Regions from separate parts of the Lactuca sativa genome. Here region 1 is linked to region 2. The links are chromatin contacts, called in public Hi-C maps. All regions are on one chromosome and are shown on one strand. Each heading gives the region's core, a stretch centred on a gene start, on an enhancer-like site or on the middle of the called end of the contact. The rest is flanking DNA. Distances are from core to core; before and after follow the strand shown. Region 1 holds the start of LOC111881444 (DELLA protein GAI1). Region 2 holds the start of LOC111899317.

Evidence for each region. Hi-C and Micro-C count contacts between places; a contact is called where the count stands out from the background.
Region 1: a contact with region 2 is called in a Hi-C map of leaf, with 5 times the contacts expected there. The contact joins the promoter of LOC111881444 here to the promoter of LOC111899317 in region 2. A contact is called at or near these places in 2 of 4 Hi-C or Micro-C datasets (leaf and seed).

What each region holds. Positions count from the first base shown.
Region 1 is chr8:65,830,288-65,832,987 of Lsat_Salinas_v11, forward strand. It overlaps LOC111881444 (DELLA protein GAI1), which reads right to left and starts at 1,294. Exons shown (of 1, transcript XM_023877838.3): 1 at 1-1,294. The coding sequence starts at 913.
Region 2 is chr8:65,587,129-65,589,828 of Lsat_Salinas_v11, forward strand. It overlaps LOC111899317, which reads left to right and starts at 1,266. Exons shown (of 2, transcript XM_023895169.3): 1 at 1,266-1,964; 2 at 2,053-2,412. The coding sequence starts at 1,727. The coding sequence ends at 2,237.

The sequences.
Region 1 (2,700 bases), core at 44-2,543, 240 kb after region 2:
TCATGCTAAAATCGATCACATGAACCTTCTTCTTACCTGCAAAAGCTTCTAAGATAGCTTGATTCGCCGTAAAATGGGCAAATTTGAGATAAGGGCAGGTTTCGTAAAAATGCATCTGAAGAAGATCTTGGAACGCCGGCGAATCTTGTGGCGTTTTAGGGTATAGCCGGTAGATTCTTCGAGCAAGAGCTTCGGCAAAATACGTCGCAACTTTCCTCATAGCTCCGGCTTGAGAGACAGCTAAAATTCCGGCTTGTTTCACCAAGGTTTCAGCTAGTTTCAAGTCGTCTTGCTGGACAGCTTCGGCGCAAGCCATCAGAGTATGAACAAGTCGGATCCCGTTTTCCTGTGTATCCACAAGAACAATCGGGTTCGGATTGTACGAGGAGGAGGCACCGGTCGACGGAGAAGAGGGTTTTTGTTTTTTCGCCGGAGGATAAATTGCGTTTCCGGGGATCCTTTGTAGATCGTCAACGAAGACAGAAGATGAGTCCACAGCTGACGGAGTTACAGAGGAGGTATTGTTCACAAACGAATCATCTATAACAGTGGGTTGATTTGTGGGGTTCAGCTCACAAATCATTGATTCAAGCCACGAAGATAGATCTGAAGGGTTATAATGAACAGAATCAGAAGCAAGCTGAGACAACCCATCATCGTTCCCCAAAACACCTTCCAGATGCTCGATCTTTTGCGCAACATCAGCCATATCAGACGACTTAACTTTGTACCCAAGCACCGCCAACAGCTCATCAACGCCGGCGTCTTGCTCTTCAACCTCATCCCACATCTTCGATTTCCCGGTGACATCTGAAAACCCAGAACCAGAGGCGGCGGCGGTGGAGGCGGAAGCGGAAGTGGAACTGCCGCCATTAAAGAAGGTGTAATCCTGCTGTGGGTATTCTCGTTTCATCTTTTTTTTCTTTTTTCTTCTTCAGAGTCTTTTCTGTAGAACTTAAATCCACCGATTGGGGATCGGGAAAAGGGGTATGGGTTAACAATCTGTGAATGGGTGGAAGAATCTGAGCATTTGTGATTGGGGGAAGCGATGATAGTGCGAGTGATTATCAGAGAGAGAAAGATGATAGGTGGAAGTATAAAAATGGTACAGCAAATACAAGTGGTGTGGAGATGAGAGAGAGAGATGAAGAAACGCTCGTGAGGGGTGGGCGCGATAATCGATGAACCAACAGGCGGACAACACAACACAACACAACACAACCTCAACCTCAACCTCAACTTCAACCCCTCTTCTTCTCTATCTTCATCACAACAAAAAAATATATACTCCTTCACACAACATCAAATTTTCATCTTTATAACTTTTATATGGTATATAAAATAATTGTAACGAAAGGAATCATGTGAAATAAATTCCAAGTGTGGAATAATAATTAATAGCAAAAAGATGAATTGGAAATAAAAACTATAATACATCTTATTTATGATTATGGAAATATATGTTGTGGTTGTAAAAACTACATGTAAGTAGAAGTGTATGATAAAAATATTTGTTTAAGTCTTCTGTTCTAATAAAAGACTCTTTAAACTGTCACGTGTCAATTTTTCTACGTTCTTATATGCCACGTGTCCTCCTTATAAGAAGCCGTTATTATCTTTTCCGGCTCGAACATTTTGGCCTGTTTTATTTCCTAATTTTCCTCGTCAGTTTACTTTCTTTCTTATTAATAATGCACCCCATAAAATCAGTAAGAAATTATCATCAACAAATCAAAAACTAATTCGCCAGAAATCAGGAAACAAATCATCTCCAAAATTGAATCGGTTTGACTAGGGTTTATTCGACTTCATATCTCGTCAGAATTAATCCTCGCTTCTTCTCTTAGTTTCTTACCCACCAAGCTCCTCGAATTTCTACCTCTTAAAGTAGTTCTCGAAGTACATGGATGAAGATCGAAGATTATACTATGTGAGATCACACTATTCTGTGTTGGTTCGGTTTTAATTTGAAGGTAAAAAACAGTTCTAATACAAATACTTCATTGTAATTTCAATTTCATGACTAATTCTATCGAACCCCTTTCACAATCTTGGTAATCTAAACTCTGTCAATTGTTTGTTGATCGCTTTTATTTGCTTTGACATTTTAACAAACAGTTGATGTGCAAAAACATTTACTATTAATGTAAACGAAGATGGCGAGTTTAATGAATCACAAGCCACCAGCCTTGATGTTGTTGAGCTTCAACTAAAAGTTGGTATGTTGTCTGAGTTTCCAATTCTTTTTGAAGGTAACATTAACCAAATTTTAATCTTCTACTTGCAGTAATCCTTGATTTTTTTTTTGAACAGGTACAATTACACATACATTATAATACATGCAACGATTAAGCAATCAACAAGTATACAAGTTGGTCAAGCTCAAGGAGTTGATGACTTATGCTTCAGTCCCTATCAATCCTATTGGTAGTGTCGTTTTGACTTACGAGGTCAAACCAATTGCAATTTGACTTTTCTTGGTAAATTGCAGTAAAACATATCTCTTTTTCTCATTGAATAGAAAACGATCTTAAAGTTGTTGATAAAACATTGAATACATGCAATAGGCAGATATATTATCGGGGATTATATTTAGCTATTGCTAATCATATATATAATTTATTGATCCAGCCTGTCATTTCATTCGTCATAAGGATTAAAAGTATTTTAATAAGTTTAGTTATATTTTAAAATTTATTT
Region 2 (2,700 bases), core at 16-2,515:
ATGCCATATGATTTGCTCTAACCTTTCATATACACGTAGAGTTTAATGAGTTTTGTAGAAGAGAGAATATAGGTGTTCTGATGCATGATGGAAGCAGTGGGATACATGTTTTGAATCGACACCACCTATAAAGTGATAAAGAGAGCGGTGCGATGGTTAGTTTTTCTGTGAAGGATTTAGTCGAACGTTTTCTTAAATAAGAATTCGGAGTTGTGGTTAATGGAGAACGAGGATATGTGGATGAATTGAGAAGGGTGGACGATGCGAGGAGGGAAGTGTTTGAGTATAGAATTCCAGAAAGTAAAGTGGATACGGAACAACACGAATCATATGAAACGATGGTTATGTCTATGGTGTCGTTCAAAAGTAAGGCGACGTGTCCTAAAAAGAAACGACTTATATTGATATCGAAGGCACGACAATAAAAAGGTTTTCATATATAATAATGAAATGAAATGATATATATATATATATATATATATATATATATATATATATATATATATATATATATATATATATATATCAAATTACTGGTCACTGGTCATAATAATGTTATTAATCGTAAATTACAAAAAAAATTAAAATGTATAATAAAATTAGAATATTGCCTTGGCTTGGACGTTGGTATTGACTATTGAGAACTAGCAATAATTCCAAAATCATAAAGTGAGGATTGTGATTTAGGGTTAAAATATATATTATGTCTATGTCAGTTAAATTGATTATAAGTCTCCAAAACAATTAACCGAGGATTGGTATTTAGGGTTAACTAATGTTTTGTTGTCTATGTCAATTAAATTGATTATGTCAAAAATCCGATAGGGCCTTCTTAGTTGTAAACTGAAGAGGAATGTGAGTTGTATCCACCTAATTTTAAATTTTAATCCTTAATCAATGATAAATAGATAAATATTTATAGAAAATCTAAACTTTTAGGTAAAAGGGCAATTGAACAATGACTTAACATGCCAAAAAAACACCGGTTAAGTTAATGAAGTATACACAACAAAACTAGCTTAAAAAGAATAAACATGTAACTTTGAAACTTTATAGACTAAGATCAAAGAATATCATATACTATTTTAGCAGAATTTTCTATAAAAATATTTATTATGAAGAAAAACAAAAATAAAAACTTAAAAAATATACTTGGAATATATCCATGTGACACGAGATACTATTTAGGATGTAAAATGACAAACATACCCATCCCCAAGATTGACGCAATAACCGAAAAGCAGAAAAATAAGAGATTTGGCAAACGTGCATTCGAAAGGGTCGGCAGATTTTTCATCCTTCTTTCACCTTTATATGATAACGATCCTGTAACCCTATCTCAATATCACACCTCGCAATCAAGCAATCAGCTCGATCCCAACCCTAATTCTTTACTTTCTTGTTTCTTCGTTATCCCCAATTCTTCCCTCAGAATTCCCAATTGTGAATGGTGGAAATCTTCTGTAATCGGTTGATGATCTCCCCCCTTTCCTCGAGGGGGATCTCTGCTCTTTCCACCGCTTTCTCCTTCGGATCTTGCAAGGAAGGCTGGTACCACCGCTGCGTCGGAGTTGATCCCTGAATTCGTAATCGTTACACCCACCGACACCGTCGTCCCACCTTTGTATTTTGTTTTGTTTTATTAGATTCAATTTGCTTAATTGTTTCGTAATCGTTCTGTTTAGAAGGAAAACGATTTTGTTTTGTGTTTTGATTCGAAGAAAAGATGTTGATGTACAAGCAAAAGAAGAATCAGGCCGGGAGAGGCGGCGGAAACCGGCTTCTGATTAGCATTACTGTTATCGGAAGCGCTGGACCGATCCGTTTTGTGGTTAACGAGGAGGAGCTTGTTGCTTCCGTCATGGACACCGCTCTTAAATCTTATGCTCGCGAAGGTCGTCTCCCAATACTCGGTTCCAATATCCATGATTTCGTTCTATATTGCCCAATCGCCGGAACCGAAGGTATTGTCAAATGTAAATTTATCATATATGATGTTTCAATTTTGTTTTTTTAGATCCAACTGATTTGTTTCTGATAATTTGGATGTAGCTTTGAGTCCATTAAAGACTATTGGATCGTTTGGGGTTAGAAACTTCATGCTGTGCAAGAGGCCTCAGGCGGTGGAGGAGGGTGGCGATGGAAAGCCGGCGGCGGTGGGAATAACGAGGAAGAACTCCGGCAGCTGGAAATCGTGGTTCAATAAATCACACAGTTTCAAAGTTTCTTCTCATTGAATTCTTGATTAATGCAATGTAGGGAACTTATCTTCCCCAATTTGATTTACAATTTCAGAATTTGATTTGTTTCACTTTTTTCTGTTTTGATAAAATTCGAATTTGATTTCCCAGTTGAATAAACGCTGTAGCGATGAATTTCTAATGAAATAAAGGTGTCTCATTTGTTCCCCAAGTGTCAACTTCAATGGTTTCTTTCTTTTCTTGAATTGCATTCATACTCTTTTTCTTTAGTGAATCTTTAAGCACAATGATATGATAGAATAATCTTTACTTTATGCATTAGAAGTTGTGTTTCTATTGCATTAGAATGTGTATTGTTATTTGAGCCAATTACACCTAATGTGAAGTTATGAAAAGTATCTTTCTGTTTGATCATGTTTACCATGTTCTTTTTTTCTTATTGGAGTTTGGTGTGTCATGAATGTTTGGTTTCTTGTGCATTGTGGACCACACGTAGGTG